2 separate regions of the Mus musculus genome follow, and region 1 is linked to region 2. The links are chromatin contacts, called in public HiChIP or PLAC-seq maps. All regions are on one chromosome and are shown on one strand. Each heading gives the region's core, a stretch centred on a gene start, on an enhancer-like site or on the middle of the called end of the contact. The rest is flanking DNA. Distances are from core to core; before and after follow the strand shown. Region 1 holds the start of Gucy2d (guanylate cyclase 2d). Region 2 overlaps Gm44507 (a long non-coding RNA gene).

Region 1 (5,233 bases), core at 1,640-4,139, 50 kb before region 2:
TCCCAGGCTAGCCTCTGGGTCTCTCTGAGCCTTGTTTTCTTCCTCTGAAAATATGGGCAACAAAACTGCTCAGAAGTTTTACTGTGGTGACAATATGGCGTTGTGGACAGCAATCGGCCTAATGCCATTGCTTAGGGACTCAGTGTCCTAACTCCTTAAGGAGGACCAAGCTCTCCCTGACCTGTTGCTGTTCTCCACAAGCCCAGCTCCGCCCAAAGACCCTGGCTGCTGAGCCCAAGGCTCTGGGAGCAAAGCACACATGCCAAGTGCAGCAGCTCACCTGCTACATCTGCTCACCAAGAGAACTGAATCTAAAGTGTTCACATCACCAGTGGACCCATTTCTCACATCCTTCACAGACCTGTCTGGACCAAATGGCCTCTCCACCACACTGCATAGAGGAAGAAGCTAGGGGAGCCAGCATAGCGTCAGTAGAGGATGGTATATGACCCAAGTCCATTTGGCTCCTCTCCCGCCCCAACATGACCTTCTCAACCAGAAAATTTGGACTTCCCTCCAAGTGAGTACATTTGACTCTGTCGTAAGATTCCTCTACCTGCTGGCCAGACTCTATGTCTCAAGAATCCTAGAGTTGAAGGCCCTAGCAGGCCAGCTTCAAGATAAGGCAAGGTCTGGCTTTCACTCCTGCTGTGTCTGATGTGGGCACAGAGTCCACATCCCTCGCCATTCTCCACTCTATTCTACTGTTAGAAGCTCTGGACACCACCTTTAAGCCTTTCTTGGCCTCTGCATGGAGCACCATAGCCTCTTCTCCATCCACAGAGCGTGGCTGTCTTTCTGCCCACACCATTTGTGCAATCATCTTAAGAACCCCAGCAAAGAATAAGGTGCATCCTGACCCCCAGGAAACTGCCAGGGAAATAGGGATGCAGAGCTCAGCAAAGGAAAGAGTTAGCCATGAGTTTGGGCCATAGACAGGAGGATGGATAGGAATGAGCAAGGGCAGTGAGGGCCTCCTGGAGGATGCAGAGCTCACGTCAACCCTACACTTGGAGACATAACTCAGGGGAAGGGAAGGTTTTCTTTGAATGTCATCCAAAGGGGTCTGGGTAGAGCAGCTCTTTAGAAACCATATTTGATACTGAAAGGTAGATGAGAGCCTTAGAGCCATATTAAAGTTACACTCATGATCTCCTAACTTTGGGCTAAGAACTGAGGTTCTTTGAGCCTCAGTTTCCCAGCCTGCAAAATGGAGGTGCAACTAGTTACCTGGTAGATTATGGAAACTAGATTGCCTCATCTATGGTGGGAGAATGATCTGCACGCACTAAGTGAAGCCATCCCGCCTCTTCCTCATTATCACCCCCATCTTCAGATCTTTGAGGGGAGGCAAAAGGTACAGAGAGAGCCTAGCAGGAAGGAGGCAGGAAGTTGAGTTTCAATTTCTCCTCCTGTGGAGTTTCCAACACTTTTCCCTGCTGACTGAAGCTTTCAGTACTCTTCAGGGCTGGGGAATGAAAGGCTAGTCTTCTGTTTGTCTCGGAGCCCTGTGGGCTCAGTGCCCTCTGCTGTGATACTTAGTGGTCTCCTAGCATCCAGCAGAGGTTCATGTGCCCTGGAAGTGAATCCTTCGGGGCTGTGGGATGAGCTCTTGATGTACAGAGTCCTTGTCTGTCTCCAGCTGAGAACCAGAGCATGAGTCTTCAGTGTTCTAAGTGGCAGTCACTTCCCTCACAGTCTTGTTACTGAAGTACCCCTGACTCAGACTTTGATGGAACATCTCAGAAGCTATCAAGCTTTTGCTTAACTCTCAGTTTTAGAGGAAGAAACTGATTATGGGTAGTGACTTGTCTGAGGTCTTAACGAAAAGGTGAGACCAAATCAGAGCCAGACTTAGCCACCAACTTCCCAGCCAAAGAGAAATCCCACCTCACCTCACTTGCTTTGTCTCTATATCTATATCTAATCTATATCATCTATATCTATATCTATCATGTCTATCAATTATCTATCTATCTATCTATCTATCTATCTATCTATCTATCTATCTATCTATCTATCTATCTATACCTCATAGAGGATATCAGAGCTTTAAAGATGCTGATGTCTAAGTTAACCCCTATGAGTTCAGTTGGGGACATTGAAACCCAGAGAAGAGGCTATACTTCCCCTGGTCCTGCAAAACATCCATTGAACTCCTTACCTAAGGTCCTGCTGGTCAGACTGCCACAAGAGTCCTGCAGCCAATGGCCTACAGAGGTGCACAGACATTAGCAGGGACCACCTTTTACCACAGCTCTGCCCTGATTTGTAGCACAGGGTCTGGACCCCTTTCTGTGACCTGGTTTCCCCAACCACAGAGAGCTCAGTTTGCCTCTTAAAGTCTCTAAATGTCCATTTTCACTGATGTCCCATGGGCTGGTAGAACATGGAAATAGATCTCCGTCTCTGAGATTAGCCATATTTACCTCCACCTATTGCTTCAAAGGGTGTAAGCTCCTCTGGTCTCTCTGCACTGGGCCCAGTAGGTTAATGGGCAACCCTGAAGTGGAGAGGGGATTGTATTTCTTGGATTTGGTAATGGCCTTTGGGTTTGCCACAGGTTACTTGGTTATGAGGCCATACACATGGAGTTGAAGGTTCCCTATCAGCGCCCTGGAGCTCACAGACAGAGAAGGAAGCTTTTGTCTGCACAAAGGCACCAAGCCAGAGAGAGTGACATCAGCGCAGGGGAGAAGGATGGAGAATTCTTATCAGCCTAGGGTCACCCACTTGCCCCCAGCCTGGCCCTTTTGGCTCTCTTCAGGGCATGCTCCCAGCAGACTCACCTGCCATGATGGGCTGTCAGAGTTGACACTGGATCTTTGTCAGACCGGAGGGTCGCACACCAGGGTCCTCAGAGGCGAGGCTTTCTGAGCACTCTCTGACTTGGGGCCTCCCACGTCTGTGTGGTGTCTTAGCCACTCATTGCTCCTGTTATCTGCTGGCTTCCCGAGACTCCTGCCTGGGGAGTGCTTCAGATATGGCTCGTTCCCTCCCTCTTCCCCTTAGGATTCCAGAGAAATCATCTGGAAAATTGAATCTGTTCAGACACCAGGGCTCTGGGGATCCACACGAGAGAGAAAGAAGTTAGGGTGGGAGGGAGAGGGAGGAGGTAAGAGGGTGTCTTCGGTCAGCACTGTGGACAGCTCTGGCCACTCTGGGGTGCCCAGGAGGCAGGGAGTCCAGACAAGTCACAGAGCTCAGCATTGATAAGCACCCATCAAGTGCAAAGCGCAGTTCATTCTATCCACAGTGGCACCGTTATTACGTCTTTTTAGAGATATACAAAGTCTGGCACAGAGAGGTTAGATAATTTGACCCAGGTTACAGAACCAGTAAGGGCCATGGCTAATCGCTGCTTTAGGCTTCTGTTTTCCGCACCATGATGGTCTTGCATGAGATGGCTTTTGGTGGCTAAGACCTCAGACCAGAGGGCTTGCTTATATCCCCCTTCACTACTCTCTCTGGCGGACCAGCTTTTCTTGAGGTCTCTGTTCTGCTAAGGGCTGACAGCATACTCCACCTCCCCTTGAGATGACTTTGTCACACGGAAATGTGTCTTGTTTGTTTTTGTCACCTTATTCGTTCATCTGGAACTTACTAAGACCTCATTTCCCAGGTCTCCCATGGAGTGAGTCAAAGTCACTTTCCCCCCATTGCCTCAACTATTCCTGCCATTTCCCACAAACTCACTTACCTCCTAGGTGTTGTCCTAGATAAGTGAGCCCCATTGACATGTGGAGAGAACAAAGCATTTTTCTCTTAACAGATCTTTTCTAGCAAGGATAAAGAGGGGCACAAGAGTCAACAAATAATAATTTTACTGCTGAAAAGTGACAGATGTTATAAAACGAGGTGGCGAACCTCAAGGGTACCAGATACACAATTCAGCAGAAGAGTTTTATATTATTATGCAGTCTTTAGAAAGGTAGGTATGGGGCTGGAGAGATGGCTGGGTGGTTAAAAACACTTGGCTGTTCTTCCAGAGGTCCTGAGTTCAATTCCCAGCAACCACATGGTGGCTTACAACCTTTTATAATGAGATCTGATGCCCTCTTCTGTCATGCAGGCATACATGCAAATAGAGCTCTCGTATACATAAGATACATAGAGAAATAAAAATTTTAAAAAAGGGTAGACCTGCCTGTCATAAGTTAGTTTTGGTTGTGAATTTTCTTGTAGCTCCAATAGTGCTCTGAGTGGGCTGCAGGCCCCTGCTGATGTGCTCAGAGTGCTGCTAGGGCAGAGCATAGCTGCCTCCTGGTTCTCTTTCCAGCTCTGCTCCATGCTCCAGGTGGGACCTGCCGTTTATCCAAGCCTCTCTATTAGGAAGGTCCTTGTGGAGTCTGTTCTTACTGCAGGACTGACAGTGGCCTGTGACACTTCTACCCTTACATAGCTGCTTGGAACAAAGACCACAAGATGACTTGTGGCCCAACAGGGTGACTTTCACTCAAACGCATCAACAATCATTAGGGACAGGACAGGTTTCTGCATAAGGAACAATTATATTATCATAAGGCTGCTGAAACTGCCAGGTGGGTGAAACTGAGCTGCCTTCTGGAAGGATCTGAGTTTAGTCTTTATGGGATTCACCGGGATTGTAGGACAAGGCAATTCTTGGGGCTAACATTCTGCATTCGTGCAGCCTATGGGGCACCAACACCACCTCTCTATAAAGACTGAGATCTGTCACTTGGGCTTATGTAGTAGCTCCCTTCTTGAATTGACCTGGGGTCATGAGAAGTCCGTATGGCTGGGGATAAGTCCAACCCACTTCATCAGAAGAACTGCTGGACCATGGTTCTCAACCCCTGTGGGAGTTGTATATTAAATATTTACGTTATGATTCATAACAGTAGCAAACAAAATTACAGTTATAAGGTAGCAACAAAGTAGTTTTATGGTTGGAGATCATCACAACACGAGGTACTCTATTAAAGGATCCCGACATTAGAAAGGTTGAGAACCACTGCTTTAAAGAATCACAGTACTCCAAACGCCAAGCTCAAGAGCACAGAAATGGCAACAAGTGTGCTTTCTTTAGCGCACTCTATCCTTACTCCTGGCCCATTGCTCGGACTACGAGGAGACACATTTGGCCCCGAGACTGCATCCTATCATGCAGGATGTTGTCCCAACTGCCCCTGTCACAACCCTCTGAACTCCCTTTCTCTGTCAGGTGCTCTTGGGTAACAGAGGAGGTGAAGCCAGTTAACTCCTGTTTCCC
Region 2 (5,522 bases), core at 2,454-4,953:
TAGGTATAACTTCCCCTGGGCTCAAGTTGGTGCAGGAGTTGGGTGCTAAATGGGCAATGACAGTGTAGTAAGACAGAGGGGACAACAGATGAGGCCTGTCATGCTCAGCTCTGACAGCACACCTATGGTGGTGACACACAGAGATGCTGTCTTAGTTACTTTTCAAATCTTGTGACAAAACGCCATGACCGAGGCAATTTACAGAGGAGTTTATCGGGGGCTTGCTTGCAGTTTTAGAGAATGAGAGCCCATAGCCACCATGGTGGGGAGCATAACTTCAGGCAGGCAGGCCTGGTGCTAGAAGAGTAGCTAAGAGCTCTCCCACAAGGCATAGAGAGAGAGAGAACTAACTGGGAAGGTCATGGACTTTTGGAACCTGAAAGTTCACCCCAGTAACACACCTCCTCCAGCAAGGCGAAACCTCCTAATCCTTCCCAAACAGTTCCATCAACTAGAAATGAAGTATTCAAACTCATGAGCCTATGGGAGCATTCTCATGGTAGCCATCACAGATACTGTCATGAGGTGTGACTCAGTATGATTGATGAACAAAAGAGAAGGTCCAAGCCCAGCTGTAGTGGTGCATACCTTTAATCCCAGCACTCTGGAGACAAAGGCAGAAAGATTTCTGTGAGTTCCAGGCCAGCCTGGTCTACAGAGCCAGTTCCAAAGCTACACAGAGAAAGCCTGTCTTGAGGAAACAAAAAACCAAAACCAAACAAAAACAAAAGAAGGAAGGCCCTTTACGGGAATTAGAGAGAATTCTGCTTGGGTCATCAGGCCTGGCTCCCTGTGCATTCCAAAACAGCATCAGCCTTTTGACTTTCATGAAACCAAATGGAGATAAATGGAGGATGGACTCTGAGACACCAAAATCTTCCCAGATCTAGAATATTCTGTTTTACCACGGCTCCAGATGGAATCTAGCTACCTAAAGAACATTTCTGACACTTGCTCAGCTCTAGTCCAGACCACACAGGACTGGTTTTCATACTGAGCCCTGCTTGGGATCTGGGAGAGTATTGGCCAGGGAGACTAGAGGATGGAGGCCCAGCTGCAGGCTCTGGCTCCTTCCATAGGGCCTGCAAAAGGCTTGAGTATAACCAGGGAGGTTTGAGCTAGAACAGATTCTAAGGTGCACGCTGCTTTGTTTCAAACTTTTGCTAGAAGGTGATTTTAGAAGCTAGCTCTATACTCTTTCCCTAACTCTGAATCACAATTCAATTTTGTCTCTTCTTGTCTACCAGGCTGTGGGCATCAGAAAAAAACGTACAGGCCCTCTGCAGCCACCCATGGAAACAGAAGAGATTGCATGCAGAGATAGAGACACCAAGCTTTCGTGAGTATCCACAGTGTGCCAGCGGGTGTGTATTCATATTAATGAACACAATCATTAACTGGACCAACTCAGGCCCACTGCATGCCTCTCACAATGATGCTTTCTCTATATTTTTGCAAGAACTTTGTAAGGAAGGAGTCGTTATTTCAGAACCAAGGAGATCGAAGTTGGGAGATTGGTTACTTGTCCAAGTCTCCCAGCAAGTCCAGAGTTCAAGGAGTCAAACTTGAACTAAAGTCAGTTTCCAAATTCCCTCAATCCCCTGGCCTGATGCCACAGATCACATTGATTTGAGACATGGACAGGTTCCAGGCTTCTGGTTGGGACACTCAAGCTGGAACATGCTGTACACCAGAGCACTGGGTGGCCTTGGGCAGGTCCTTGTCCTCTCTGGACCTCACTTACATCCATTTCTTTGAAGTGAGGGTTGAACACGTTGTCCTGCTGTGACTGACTCAGACCTGTGTATGAGTTCGCAGGGCTAGGACCAGTCCAGGGTGAGGAGAACAAACCATGAACACCCTAACAGGGGACAGCAGGGCTTTCTGTCACTCACTGTGGTGCTTGTTAGATTCTGCCTCAGGGAGCCTAATAACTATGGTGTCTGCCTGAGGAGCAACAGGCAGCTAGTCCATGCAGGGCGCATGGCGTGCAGAAGGGTGGCTCACTTTCTGGGTGAGACACAGACAGTACAGGAGACAGCTTCATGTTACTCACAACCGCCCGCATATAATCTAAAGTTCATAGCTTATTTCTGCAAGTTTCCCTTCAAAATGACTGGTTTTGTTTTTTGAAACAAGGTCTTACTTGAACTCACGATCCTCCTGCCCTTACCTCCCCAGTGCCAGGATTACAGGAGTTTTCCACCACGCCTTGCTTCCATTTTAATATATTTGGATCATGGTAGACAGCAGGTCATTGAAGCCAAGGAACACAAAACCACAGAGAACAGAGACTATAGCCCTTTGCAGCTCAACGAAACAGCCAAGCTCTATAAAAACACTTAGAAAAGTGATGCTTAAGACAGACCATTTCCCTGCAAGGCACAGGCTGGAGGTGATGGGACCAAGGTAAGGCAGGTTTAGGGGCCCCACTCCTGACTCTGTGGAGGTGTCATCCACTGAAGAGACTACGGCTGCCACAGCTACAGAGTCCTGCCCATATGTGTCAGTGATCCAACCAGGAGTTGGGGAGATTCCCAGGCCTGGAAATTCCTGCTAAAATAACCCACATCACCCTAAGTCCCCGTAAACTGGTCATTCTCAAGCTCTGTTTCTTGGAAGAAGTTGGCTCGTGATCAAAAATTCTGGAATTTAGCATAGGAAGTAGCCATTTGAGCAAGGAGAAAGGACTCTGATTAAAGAGCCAAGAATTCTGGGTCCTGATTCACACACATACACACCCCTCCCCAGCAATTACAGGCATGTGTCAGATGAGCCTGGATCAACTCCAGCTCTGTCTTCAGGCACTGCCTGGTTCTGGACAAGGCGGGAACCGCACTGAGCCCTGGCTTCCTCTTTATGACTAGGGATTGAGGTATCTGTCTAGCAGGCTCTTGGGAGGATTTCAGAGGGAGCAGCTGGGCTTGTGGTAAGTTGGCACGCAAGGATGCTTACTGCTTTGTAAAGAGCTACTGCATGCAAGCGTCCCTCTACCCAGCGCAGCAAGATTCAGCAACCAAAGGGTTAACAGCTGGCCCACCCTACTCTCCAGGACCTTGGTCTTTCTGATTGCTAATAAATTCAATGGGTAAAGAAATGGTCTATAAACCACCCATTACTATTATCCCACCTCCACACCCCCAGGTCATCTCCTCCACACCTCCAGGGCCTCCCCACCCATATCTCTGGTAGCCATGATAGCCACTGAGCTGAGTCTCTCTTGTTGAATCTTTCCTGTCATCCCGGGCAGGATGACTGGGGCAGGATCCCAGAAGGCTCCACCTTGCCCTGATGTTTCAAGGCTCCCAGACCGTTTCCAGACTCAGTATTCCCCCTGCTCTCTAAGTTCCCAAAGATTACCCCTCCTTCCTGCCCCTATCACCTCTTGCTCACATCATATTTCTGCTAAATTGAAACAATCGCATCCTCTCTGACTACTAGATTCCAGTGTGTCCTGCCAACTCAGCCTCTCACTCTGGACAGAAATGTCTTCAAAAAGCAGGGTTCCTCATCACCCTTCAATGAGATGCCACCCATCATGGAGACCGCTGCATGATGGTTGGTGCAGGTGGAGCTCTTGAGGAAGGAGATCAAGAGGGAGATTTGCTGGCAGATAGTTATTTGGGGGAAGCTCTTTCAAGATCTGTATCTGTGACGAGGAACTTGTGAATCAGAACTGGGCAGAGAGACAAACTGGACTTCTGAGCAAATCCCTCAAAGGCCTTTGCCTGCTCCTCCCAGAGGTTTGGAGCTGGAATGGCTGTGTGTGTGTGTGTGTGTGTGTGTGTGTGTGTGTGTGTGTGTGTGTATTAGATACATGTATTTCTCTGGGTATGCACATGAGTGTGTTCAGGTGTAAATGCATGCATGTTTGTGGCAATCAGAGGTCAGTGTTAGGTGTCTTCTTCAGTTATTCCCCACTTAAATTTTAGTGTGCGTGTGTGTGTGTGTGTGTGTGTGTGTGTGTGTGTGTTCATGAGCTCTCACCATGTCTCATGTGCAGATCAGAGGAGATTTTGTGGGTTTTGATTCTCCCCTTTATTTTATGGGTCCTAGAGATTGATTTCAGGTTGTCAGGCTTGGCAGCAAACACCAGCTCACTGCTAAGCATTCTTACAGCCCCCTCCCCACCTTAGTTTTGGAGCCCAGGTCTTTCACCAAACATGGAGCTCACTAATTTGGATGGGCCGACTGGCCAGTGAGTTTCAACCCACCTGTCTTCACCTCCTTACACTGGGTGCCTCTGGGCCTGGATTTTACACTGGTGCTGGGGATCCAAACTTAAGAATTTTTTTTTCCAGTCTGTCACAGCAAGGGCCTTACATGCTGAGCCATCTCCCCCCCCCACCCCCCCAGCCTCTGTAATGACTCCTCACAATTATTCCAAGTTGAGGGAGGAGTTCTGGTCGACACCGCACCCCCATCCCTCAACACGTGATGGGGAGACAGTGGCAGGGAGGAATGTGAACCTCAGACTCTGCCCCTGGAAATCTCAGTAGCTGAGGAAGGAGTGACCCAGCCTGGAGTCCGGGGGCATCTGGGTCGCACCCAAGGTGTCCACCACAAAAGTGCTTTGGATTGAGGAGATACTTAGAACGTCTACTGCGCAATGTATGAAACAGTTTGGCACGGCCTGCAAGCTAGGTGGTGAATGATTTCGTACCCTAGCCTCTGTGAGAGCTGACCCAAACATCCTCGTGTCCCTGCTGCCCCTTGCTCCCACCTGTCTAACTGGATCGTGCCTCTTCCCAAGCTATTTCACACCTCTCTGCTTTTGCTCCTGTTATTTCGCCTGCCAGGGATGCCTTTAAATGGAAAAGAGAAATCCTATTCTACTCAATCAGCCAACTCCTAGTCCCCCATCACACGGCAGCCAAGCACTGCCTCCCTTGGGAAGACTTCCGTTAATTCTTTCAAAGCTGGTGCTGCCACATGCACAGAACACAGCCACTGGTGCTGTTTGAGGGCCAGTATCTGGCTTCTTCCCAATTCAGAAGGCAGGCCCTGGCTACTTGGTTTCTCTGGACATGTTTGTGCTAGGGTGGGATGTCGTGGGTAAAGGCATTCAGGAAGACGCACAAGGGTGGAGTCGGGGAGCATCGTGGATGACATCATCCTTCTCCCTTTCTTTGCCAATACCACACCATCACCATATTGTCAAGATCATTCTCTCTGAGTGCTGACTGCCTCCCAGGCTCAGCGCCATGTGCGTTACAAACACGCTTCCCACTAGTCCCTGTTTTATTCTCATCATTAATAACCCTCTGAAAGCAGGCACTATTGTTATCACTGTCTTACAGGATGGAAGCTGGGGCTGGTAAGGGGTGGGCGTGATCCAAGGACACCCTCCATCACCACACTATTGGGCAGCCAGCCACAGTGACCTCAGCCCTTCTGCGTCCCTCCCGCTTGCATCACTGTCTGCTTTTCTAAATGATGTGAGATGCAGGGTTGACCCATCTGAGCAGCCACAAGATCTAGGAGGGCCTTGAGAGGCTGAGGCAGGCCATTCAGAACCATAT

What was found. HiChIP or PLAC-seq counts read pairs in DNA pulled down with a chosen protein or histone mark.
Region 1: an H3K27ac HiChIP or PLAC-seq map of embryonic fibroblasts shows a contact between it and region 2, with 27 read pairs. The contact joins the promoter of Gucy2d here to the enhancer-like site in region 2. A contact is called at or near these places in 1 of 15 datasets of contacts at CTCF or cohesin (the NIH/3T3 cell line), 13 of 484 Hi-C or Micro-C datasets (the HPC-7 cell line, the N1E-115 cell line, bone marrow-derived macrophages and 6 more), 9 of 115 datasets of contacts at active chromatin or transcription factors (the 3134 cell line, embryonic fibroblasts, embryonic stem cells and 3 more) and 4 of 9 other capture datasets (adipose tissue, liver, macrophages and 1 more).

Annotation. Positions count from the first base shown.
Region 1 is chr7:98,438,072-98,443,304 of GRCm38.p6, reverse strand. It overlaps Gucy2d (guanylate cyclase 2d), which reads right to left and starts at 2,889. Exons shown (of 19, transcript NM_001130693.3): 1 at 2,790-2,889. The coding sequence starts at 2,796.
Region 2 is chr7:98,388,817-98,394,338 of GRCm38.p6, reverse strand. It overlaps Gm44507 (a long non-coding RNA gene), which reads left to right. Exons shown (of 7, transcript XR_001778223.1): 6 at 1,248-1,339. Among named protein-coding and RNA genes, the nearest start is that of Gm44507, 24 kb to the left of the region's middle. Within about 2 kb of position 3,703, at least 86 of the 459 cell types and tissues checked have an H3K27ac peak or open chromatin away from gene starts, as enhancers often do. A contact at or near this core is called in the NIH/3T3 cell line, adipose tissue and embryonic fibroblasts, where this site is marked.